Linked DNA regions of Mus musculus: all the other regions are linked to region 3. A link is a contact called in public Hi-C and promoter capture Hi-C data. All regions are on one chromosome and are shown on one strand. Each heading gives the region's core, a stretch centred on a gene start, on an enhancer-like site or on the middle of the called end of the contact. The rest is flanking DNA. Distances are from core to core; before and after follow the strand shown. Region 1 holds the start of 3300002A11Rik (RIKEN cDNA 3300002A11 gene). Region 2 overlaps Efcab11 (EF-hand calcium binding domain 11). Region 3 has its middle 19 kb from the start of Gm26839.

Region 1 (3,794 bases), core at 1,176-3,675, 200 kb before region 3:
CTATGTAAATTAATACAATGGCTAACTCACCTGGCTCTTCGAATTTTAGTTAAAAACAGTATTTAGGACAAAAAAAAGAGAGAGAAAACAGGTGTAGGGGAACATTCTAACAAAATCTTGGAAAACAGGCGCAAGCCAACAGACTGCAATGTTTAGCATTCTGTTTGGATGGGAACAAGGTTTGGGGCAGTGTTTTCAGACTCCTGGATTTCCTCACAGAGCTTCCAGCCACCTGCAGCTTAGGCCAGGGCTGCTGCCAAGCACACCTGCAAGGGACAGCATTAGCTGCCCTTCTTGTATAATCACTGTCTTCTCTCACATGCCAAACACCAGCTCTGTGGAAGCCAAACACTACCCAGGTGCCCTTCACAGTGGCTCCACATGGGGCTGACAAGGACCCCTTGAGTCACAGTAGACCTGGCCAGATCAGGTTAACTCAGCATTTTGGTATCTGTTTATGGCTGGCTGTTCCACTTCCGGCCTCCTGGAATTACATCACCAAGTGGCCTGGTACAGAGAAATTCTTCACCAGTTTCGGTGTGAGCTCTCACACCATAGGCTGGCTTCTCAAGCAAACCCTTTCCAAGGCATGGAGAGAGCACCGTGCTCTCTGGATTCAAATCATGAAGATGTGGGCTGGAATCGCCTCACTAGTGATCTGATGGACTTGACATCTAAGCACCTTGATATGGAAGGAGCTGGTTAACTGCAAGGGACAGAACTGGATCTGAAGTGGTCATCTGGAAATCATTTACTGTAAAAGCCCTAGTTCATCTGCATTTTCATGCCCGTGCTAAGACTCTAGAGAAGTCATTAGGTTACAGCCAGCTCACAATACCTCTGGCCTGTGTGTATTCTACTTGCTACCCCCAGAGTTCTATTATAATCCTTCAAATTATTAAATAATTGCAGTGTTTCCCTGGGGGTCACATTTGGCAACAAGGCACTGGCCTAAATGAACCAATGACACGACCCAGTGAATAACACTTACATTTTTAACTTGCTAGAAGCAAACGGGTGTGACATACTTCTAAGGGAGAAACTAGAGAAACTAGTGGGGTGGGCTTGGAAACTGAATATCGACAGTATTGCAATAATTAGTGCCAGGCTCCCCACCAACCCCATAAAAAAGCAACTCTCTAACCCCAATCCCAGCTTCTATTTCAGGAATGGCTACCATCACAAGAAGAGAGGCAGGCATATGGCTCTCCCCTTCTGGACATTCCTACAATGTAGGCTAGGCTGCTCTGGAAAATCCCATCTCTTCCTCCTACAGCTATATGACCTCGAGTTGTCATTTCAAATAAAGTATGCTTCCACTGATTTTTATGAACACAGACAAAAGCAGCTACAACCTTCCTTCCCCCAGCCCCCCAAAAATACCCTTGCGAACCAACTGTAGTTGCTATGTAGGGTTATTTGTTTCTAAGGCAACAGCTTATGTCTAAGTACTAATGGCCTGTCCTTTTGCCAGGCAACAAACAGCCTTGTGATGCAAGTGCACCTGTCTCAGCTACGCGTTACTATGGAGACACTCCAGTTACTATGGCTACCATCACGCTAATCGCCTAGCAAAGGCAGACATACAGCAGTCTTCTCATAGAGCCCAGCTGCTTCTCCCGTCTCTTGCCGGAGACTGATTGTCTAGGGTCTGTGATGGAACGCACAAGAACTTCATTAATGCCACGTTGGAAGGCTCACTCTGTGTGCCCTCCTGCAGAATAAACATCAGAACAGAAAAATCTGCAAGTGGACTGTAAAATTCCCCAGCCTTCTGACACCGGGCCATTCCCAATTAACATAAATGTCTACTCCACTGGCAGTTTCTCTTAACCAGTTAACAAAGGAAATGCTGCTACATGCCTTCTAGAACTTCTTGGTAGGGGACTGGAAAGATGGTTTAGTGATCTAAGAGCACCGGCTGCTCCTCCAGAGGATCCAGGTTCAATTCCTAGCACTGACACAGTGGCTCAAATCGCCTGTAATTCCAGTTCCAGGGGATGCAATGCCCTCTTCTGGCCTCCACAGTCACCAAGCATTCAAATGCTACACAGACATAAATGAAAGTGAAACAGCTGTACACTTAAATAAAGTAATTTTCAAACTTTCTTAGTGGGCCTGATGACAAGCACCGTGAAGAGCTAAGACTCCATCCACAGGTTGAAATCCGGCTCTTTGTTCTGTAAGGCCCTTTCTTCTAACTTAGCACTGACATGCTTTTTAAACTGTGACAATCTACCTAACACCCCTCCCATTGTATATTTGTAAAAATGCACTCATGACCTCAGTCTCATGACAGCCAGACACGTGAGGAGGGAAAGTGGCCATGGTTCTCAAGACAAACACTTAGTAACCACAACAAACCCATCACTCAGGAGCCTGTCGACATGGAAACCGGATGACAACAACCGAGCCTGCCTTCTTTCCACATCTCTAGAGGCAGGCCATGGGAAGGTGGAATCACCTGTGTGCCTCACCGCTCTTATTCCAACAAAGCGTGACCCGCAGAGATAGAAAAGCTGTCCACTTTCCTCTGTAACCGATTCTACCCAGGAAGACGCTATTTACCTACCAGGAGCCCTTCCGGAGCCACACCCGCTCAGTCGGAGCTACAGAAGCGGTAAGCTTCCCAGGAAATGCATAGCCAATGGATGTGCCTCCTCATCAGACTTAATTCTTTTTCCCATTAGTCTGTAGTTATTTTTAAAACATTCATACGGCCTACTAAATTAGTTTTAGAGACTGTCTCTGCTAAAATAACAAAATTCCAGGAGACTTTAAGAAAACAAAAACCCCCGATAGTGCGAGTCACTTACCTTTGATAAGCCTGAGGAGTAGGAGGTGGGTGGTAAGGTGTCTTTTTCAGAGCCTGAATTAGATTTTGTCTATACTCTGGGTCGATGCACCACAATGACCCTTTCCCAATACTCTGCAAAGAAAAATTAAAATGAAAACATATTAATACAGTACAGAGAATTTTGTGGTAGGCAAATACAGGGCTATATTGTAGTTATTCTCCAAAGTTTCCTGTTCATTTGCTAATGATTTCTCAGGCTGACAACAGGACACCATTAAATGCTCTCTGCTCCTCTTTGCCCCGAGTAGATGAGGTCAGATGAACATGTAGCTACCAGATTATGTTGATGCAATAACATGACTGTCAAATCTGAACTACCCCCAACCCAAAATCCCTTATTTCTCAGTATGAATCTGGAGGAATATTCAGACTCGTCCAGAAGTCTCTAACTTGGCTGACGTTCATGGGCGCTGAGAAGACCTTTCGAAGCTCCATCTCTGCTCTAAAAACCCCAGCTGTTTTAAACCACATTATCTTGGCACGATCTTACAAAAATGGAAACGTAATCCACTCATTGTTTTTGGTATCCCGTCCCCCTTGCTCACAAAAGAACATTTATGCTTGGAATGGAATTTATAATTACCTTCCCCTCAGAAACAAAAGACCTGGCAACAATAGCAAACCTAAGCCAGAATTCAAAGTATTTTTTATTTTTATGGGGGGGGGGTGTCCTTCAGTTCACAGCAATCTGCTCTTGTCTCTAGGAATCTTTAGAAGAGGTCACACTTTAAAAGTGTAAATTGGCTAAAACTGTTCCCTGGGGGGAAGGGGGCAGCTTTCCCTGAAGGCCACTTTTGGGCTGGCTGGAGGCAATTGGTCTGAGATCAGCTTTAACAGTGGGTGGGGGTGGGGAACAGCTGCTCTCGCCTGCCCTGCTTTCAACTGGGTCAGTGTACCCAAACCATTTGAGAAGGTCAACAGTAAATATTTACGGATT
Region 2 (3,382 bases), core at 639-3,138, 200 kb after region 3:
AAAGTACTTTTACGTTTGGTTCCTTTTGCAGCTCAGTGCTTATGAGCTGGGAAAGGAAGAAGGACGCTTTTCTGTTACAGCCCTGCCAGCACTTGACAAACACTGTGGACAAAGTGCCATTAAAAACACCGATCTGCACAAAAGAAGGAAAGGGCCCCACTTTTAAAAACTACCCAAAATAAAAAAAAAACCAAAAATCTGGGAACACCTTAATTAAAAAAATGCATCAAACTTATGGAATGAAAACTACAAAATTCTACTGAGACTCATAAAAGGGTATATGAAAATATAACGGGACATACAGTATGTGCTCCTGGATGGGAGGACTGGACAGTGTAAAGATGCCAGAATCTTCTCAATTAATTTATAGCGTGAATGCATCTTCATCAAAACTCCAAAGGGAGTTTACACAAACTTTACACAAAATGATTCTACCATTTGTCTGGAAAACAAACAGGCGAGCAGAACAAAGAGTGACTTGAACGATAAAAAATCAGGTTCTAGAATACGTCCTAAGAAGACGGGTTGGGGTGTGAGAGTTTCTGGAGCAGGAATTAGATGCAAGGGGCAGAACAGCCTGGATGGGTCCCCACATATGAAAAAGAACTGAATGAAAACATAGGCTGACCCTGCCTTGTACAACAAAACCAAACCAAACCCAAAGCAATACCCAAAACCAAAACCAAAACCAAAAATCAAAGCTAACTCATTAGCACGTAAGATAGACACTATGCACACATGCCTGCTCTCTCCCTCTCCCCCTCCCGTTCCCCCTTTCTGCACCACCCCCCCAAAGAAAAACTGACCAGCTACAAGCTAGTTGGAAATAAAGTGTTTAGTTCTTCACTCCACGGTATGTACCAAAATAAATTTCAGATACATGAAAGCGCTAAACACTTTTAAAATTCATATCAACCATGCAAAGGGAAGTGAACTGTAACCTAGCAAGACAAGGAAAACTTTCTTAGTGAAAACAGACAGAATAAACTGTGAAGGCAAAGACTACAGACCTGAGCAAACAGAACGTGAGAATGGGCTGCTGAGACAGCCTGATGATCTGAGTTCTGTTCCTGGGACCCACGCAATGGAAGGAGAGAACCAATCCCTGCAAGTTGTCCGCTGACTTCCACATACAGACGGTAGCACAAGTATGTCCACACATGTGCACGTCCATAAAAATAAGATGAATAACAATGTGATAAAATAAAAAAGGTAAGTTATCAAGAAGCCATTGTAAAAATGAGATGGAAATAATAAACCAGAAAGCGGGTTGTAATAAAAATAGGAATGGGGCTGGAGAGACGGCTCAGAGGTTAAGAGCACTGACTGCTCTTCCAGAGGCCCTGAGTTCAATTCCCAGCAACCACATGGTGGCTCACAACCATCTGTAATGGGATCTGATGCCCTCTTCTGGTGTGTCTGAAGACAGCTACAGTGTACTCAAGTACATAAATAAATAAATCTTTAAAAAAAAGAAAAAGAAAAGGAGCAGGAAGAGGAAACTAGTAGGACATGGCTGTGATGGAGGGGCGGGGGGAAACCAGTAGGAAAAAACAGTGGCAGAGACTTACCTGGGGGGGAGGAGGGAGGAGAAGAAGGAAGAGAAATAAATGACAGTGATGTTGTTTTTAAAAGTCACAGGGAAGTATGATTTAAAAGCACATTATATATATACACACACATATATATATATACATATATATATATATATGTGTGTGTGTATATATACATATATAATATATATGTATACACACACACACACACACACACACACACACACACACACAGAACATTATATATATTCATTCCTCCCAAACATAGACTGACACCCAGTGGTGCCAGGCATGGGAAACCTCCCTTCAGTTGCTGGTTACACTGCTGCCCCTAGCGCCTCCCAGGAAAAGAAGGTAAGAAGATCCTGTTTGCTGAAGATACCACTGACTTTGGCGATAGGACTTGGAGGAACTGCTCTGAATTTGACCCGGAAGCCTCCTTTCTGAGGACAAGCTCTCAGAGGACAGGAAGCAGCTGTGCAACCTCCCAAGGCAGAAAGCAATCAGCAGTCCTGCTCAGATGCAACATCTACGGACTCTAACGACGGCCAGCACCTCAAGCCATTCCTCAAGGTGCAAAAGTGGTACTTCCGGACTGCGGATGACCAGCAGCTCCCTAACAGGACCTCAAGCCCACTCAGTGGGAGGACGTTTATGTCTGGCACTGTAACTGCCTATGGCTGGTGAGCCATGGGACCTGACACTTTCCTAAACCAGAGTAATCTCTAACCACGCTCTTCATAGTTAGCCTTACAGACACAGGTAAGTGTAGGTCTCACCCCTCCTCAAGGAAACTCCTTTCTGTAGTAGACAGAAACTACTATAGAGATCCACAACTGTTCAAAATGCAGGGATTGTCTGACTGTGGGGTGCCCCCACCCCACAAAAGACATTTAGAACACAGCGTCTGCACTAAAGGCTCAGGGGGTAGAAAGACTGTCAGAGGCTGAGGACTGTGATATCTGCTGTAAGATAGTCTCTTCTAAAAAATTAAAGAGATGGGAAGTGGTGGGAGGGGCGGAGGGTGGATCTGGGATGGATGGGTGACAAATACAATCAAGACACATTCTCAAAGGATTCATAAAATTAAAAAAAAAAAAGAAACTGGTAAATATTCTACTAATGGAGATAACAGGTAGAGGACACAAACAGACAATTTAGGAAACAAAGGGAAGAGAGAAGGCTAGTAGGCAATGTGGACACTTTTAATATTACCTATAATTAGTAAAATGAAACACAATCATGAAATAATATTTTCCCATTAAGTTAGCAAAGATCTGAGAAATGAAAAAGGCCGTATCATTAGCAAGAGCATGGGGAGAGGCCCACGCCTTGGGGCTGAGCGGTGGGATCCACTAATCAGGCCACTGGGCAAGAAGCGTCAGACCACAGGGATGTAAAGTAACCCCAGCTCCCTAAAGCTGCATGTCAACATCTAGAAACTTCTGAGACAATAATCAGAAAAAATAGAAACCTGTTTATTGTAGGGCTATTTATACAGCAAATCTGACAAATGATTGAAAGGCATGGTACACAAAACGCTGCCTTATTTTAACAACAGAAAACTTGGACCCAGGAAAGAAGAAAGTACCAAATGTGAGCAGTCATCGCCTTGGTTAGGTAGGAATGTTTGGTTTTTCTTTCAGACATTTCTCTAGTTCTAGAATATTCCCTAAGGAGCCCTTGTTACCGCACTACACACACAAACACCTCTTTCCCATTTTGTGTCTGCAGGTGACAGCTAAGGGAAAACTCCTGATTTGGTCAAATCATCCTGAGAGAGATGGACAACAAAGGAAAGGCCGTCGGCACTCAGGGGCCTCACATGA
Region 3 (3,578 bases), core at 419-2,918:
TTTATCTAGTCAATATTTACTTACATTGAACGAATTGTTGTTTCTGTGGGTCTTCCCTGCTTCCTGCAGATCCGAGCACTCATCGGGAACAACATTCCTTCTATCCTACAGGTACCCTTGAAGGAGTTGTCTTTAGTGCAAGTTAGCCCGGCCACCCTTTAAAACCACTGGTTTTTCAATCTTGAAGAGTCTTAGATGCTGAACCTGACAAACAGTTGTTTTCCTTCAGCAATGACACACAAAAAGTTCCACTTCCACCTGATCCTTATTGTTTCCATTAAGACACTCTGCTGTCAGTCTCATGGTGGCTCCATTAAGGCAAATAGTTGCTGGTCCTAACTCTAACTACTGTTTGTTTTCAGAATTGTACAATGCTAGAGTATGTGTGCACGAGCACATATATATGTATATATGTATGTACACTGTTCCATATCTTAGGGCTTCCCCAACATTCTCTGGGCCTGTGAGATGGCTCAGCAGGTCAAGTTGCACATTGCCAAGCCTGACAACTTTAGTTCAATCCCAAGGGCCCACATGGTTTAAGGAGAAAGCCAAATCTCATAAAGTGCCCTCTGACCTTCACACACAGTCACAGCATGTGCCCCTCCCTACGCACACATACACCCACAGTAAATAAATAAGGGTTACAGAAACTTGAAGCTGGGCATGGGGGCACGTGCATTTAATCCTGGCATTCGGGAGGCAGAAACAGGTGGACCTCTGTGAATTCAGTCCAGCTTGTTGTACATAGAGAATTCTAGGCCAGCCAGGGCTACGGTGGGAGAGCTTGCTTCAAAACAAAACAAAACAAAACAAAATAGAACAGAAACAACAAAACCTGAAACACTGCCCCCCACAAACACCTCTTCTGTCTCATTTTCTCTCTCTTGATGAATATACAGTTACATATCTGTGGGGTATTCCTACCACATTTTATGTCTTCATGATCTTGTTTATTGTCTGTGCTGCCACCTCCCGGTGTCACTGTTCTTGTTGCTATCTCATTATTACTTTGGCACTGAGGACAGACTCCAGGGCCCCACAGAAGTACACTCCAGCCTTGGGCTTTATTTCCTTCTGCTCCATCTTCTAAGTCACCAATTCTCTCTTCACTGGCATCCCCTTTATTGAATCCATCCATTTCGCCTCCGAAAACACTTCCTTGGAGTACAAGAAGCCATTTACACGCCATTAAAGTCACCAACTACAAGGATTCATTTAATGGTTTTCATGAATCCAATCATACCATCATAGCCTTCTCTGAATCCAATCTTAGGTCGTTTCTATCACCCCAGAAAGCATGCTCTCCTGGGATTTAACCGCAGCAAGTATTCCAAAAGGTCAATTGTTTGTCTTACATTTTAGCCCTCTGGATATATGAATTATGGATATTGGTTAACAAAGTCACACTAGTAACAGGAAACAGGCCCAGAGGCTCAGCTTCCCTTCTGTGGGTTTTCACCTTCAACCTTGTTCCTCAATGCCTTGATGGATCTCCAGGACTCCGGTTTTGTTTTGTTTCTTCTTTTTGATTGTAAGCAACTTTTCTCTGCAGAAGAGGAGACCTGAACAAACTACATCTGCTAATGTTAGACACACTGACAGCCCACGCGAGCGAGCGAGCGAGCTAGCTAGGTGAGCAAAACTTATCATGCAAATGAGGACGCTGATGGGAGATAAAAATAGACATCAGTGGGGACCTCACTGCGTCTGCGGGCACAGACCAGAAGCACCACAAACAAAGCAGAATGTTTGGTCAACCTAACCACAACAAAGGACGCCCTCTGCTAAAAATACACACTTAAAGACCACGGTGCCCATAGGAAAATTATTAGTTCTTGACTCTTTCCTTTGTGCTATTTGATGCTAAAGAGAGAAAGGAACAAATGCTCACTGGGGCAGGGACACTCAGTACCTCACGGCATCAGCAAGATGGAACTCACTATGATGTCAGTCTGTCAGGTCCTGTATGTCATTGATGCCCTGAGATTTAGTAAATAAGACAGATTTTGTGTGTGTGTGTGTATACTAATACATGTCTGGGAAGTTTTGGAGTGGAGAAAAAAACCTGACAAGCTCTATATGACAAGCCGTATGCCTCCTTCTCTTCCTCTAGTTTATTTTAAAATGCTATACTCTGCTCTTTTGTACAAAATTCTATCCCCTATTTTATAAAAGAAAAAGCCACAGTAGTGAAGGGCCTGGTGTAGTAGCCTTTGAGAAGGCTAGCCCTGCCTGTTGGATCATCCTTACAGTGACTCTTCTTGGTCAGACAGGAACAGAGTCTAAGGAGAAGCAGTATTCTCAAGCAGACCAGTGGTGTGGTTGCTGCCTAATTATAGCCTCACCACATCTTGCATTTGCAAGATGTCTGTCCTTTCCTGGAATTTTAATGATGCTATTCAGGATATCACTTCCTATTCTTAATTTGCCTGTTTTAGAGAACTTGATTCCAAACAATGTTTTGGATACAAACAGTCCGACATTTTTCCAAAACACAGGCTTTATTGGCATATAAAGCGATTTGCCACATGCACAGTGTTTACATCCTAGCAGGTGGATAATAGATCAGAGTTACAGCAATGTCAGGGGACTTTCCCATCCATAGTACATGGCATGGGAGAAAGAAAACCACTCAGCGAAAAGAAAACAGAATATGATTCCAACAATTTAACTTCCGTCCATATGTCACTGTCGTTTTCTAAGCAACAGAACATAAAAATGAAGCACTGGCAACGGGGAGCCTAACAACAAAGGGATTAATGCGTTAACTTGGGGGACACTGAGGCCAGCAGCCGGGGTCCAGTCAAGCTGAGATGTCCTGCAGCCCTGGGACTCCTTCAGAGCTGGCGAGCGCCTTGGTTGTAGATTTGCTAAACTCTGGCCTGGAGGTAGAAGGTCTGCCTGCTTAAGCAAAACCTAAAGTCAATAAAGGGAAAGGAAGTACGGGGCTCCTAAAAGATGGGAACGGTACCTAGCTCTTCTCTCTCTCTCTCTCTCTCCCTCTCTCTCTCTCTCTCTCTCTCTGTGTGTGTGTGTGTGTGTGTGTGTATTGTGTGCACACACACGTGGAGGCCAGCAGACAACTCTCAGAGGCTGATTCTGTCTTTCTACCTCATTGAGGCTAGGCCTCTCTGATTTCTGCTGAGCCACATGGTCCAGGCTTGCCATGTGAAGTGTCATCCCCCCACCCCTTTCCCATCTCACAACAGGAGTGCTGGGATTGCAGATACACAGGACCATCTCCGGCTTCTTACATGCGTTCCAGCCTTGCCCAGTTACTCCTTCTCTCTGCTGTCTCCATAGCCTACTTTTATCTCCTACAAATACCCCAGGGTCTGACGAACACTACATCAACCAACGTCAACAGCAACGGTCTTCCCACACTTGAAGTAACTTGTCTACCTCTACTCCCTCCACTAATGCTCACCATGGTGGGCTGTATCAGCATTGCTCCCTCTCAATAGGGCCAGCATACTGAGACCTCCACAAATGCTGGCATCTGAGTGACCAAGTCTCGTAGCAACCCACAGGAAACAGAGGGGCTTGTTTCAACACAACACTGTTGTGCCTCTGTG

What was found. Promoter capture Hi-C pulls out the DNA fragments that hold promoters and counts their contacts. A called contact is a pair of places that touch in the nucleus more often than the background predicts.
Region 1: a promoter capture Hi-C map of liver shows a contact between it and region 3, with 3 times the contacts expected there. The contact joins the promoter of 3300002A11Rik here to the enhancer-like site in region 3. A contact is called at or near these places in 9 of 39 promoter capture datasets (cranial neural crest, embryonic stem cells, frontonasal cranial neural crest and 5 more), 5 of 484 Hi-C or Micro-C datasets (B cells, embryonic fibroblasts, granulocyte-monocyte progenitors and 1 more), 1 of 115 datasets of contacts at active chromatin or transcription factors (embryonic midbrain) and 1 of 9 other capture datasets (adipose tissue).
Region 2: a contact with region 3 is called in a Hi-C map of CD4 T cells, with 1.6 times the contacts expected there. The contact joins two enhancer-like sites.

Annotation. Positions count from the first base shown.
Region 1 is chr12:99,338,606-99,342,399 of GRCm38.p6, forward strand. 3300002A11Rik (RIKEN cDNA 3300002A11 gene) reads left to right here and starts at 2,426. Exons shown (of 3, transcript NR_166805.1): 1 at 2,426-2,620. It overlaps Foxn3 (forkhead box N3), which reads right to left. Exons shown (of 6, transcript NM_183186.2): 3 at 2,817-2,929. RefSeq lists an enhancer at 15-2,666.
Region 2 is chr12:99,739,868-99,743,249 of GRCm38.p6, forward strand. The region is part of intron 5 of Efcab11 (EF-hand calcium binding domain 11); the gene reads right to left. Among named protein-coding and RNA genes, the nearest start is that of Gm19951, 98 kb to the left of the region's middle. Within about 2 kb of position 1,889, at least 13 of the 459 cell types and tissues checked have an H3K27ac peak or open chromatin away from gene starts, as enhancers often do.
Region 3 is chr12:99,543,018-99,546,595 of GRCm38.p6, forward strand. It overlaps a transcript of Foxn3 not described here. Among named protein-coding and RNA genes, the nearest start is that of Gm26839, 19 kb to the right of the region's middle. Within about 2 kb of position 1,669, at least 35 of the 459 cell types and tissues checked have an H3K27ac peak or open chromatin away from gene starts, as enhancers often do. A contact at or near this core is called in B cells, adipose tissue, granulocyte-monocyte progenitors and 1 more, where this site is marked.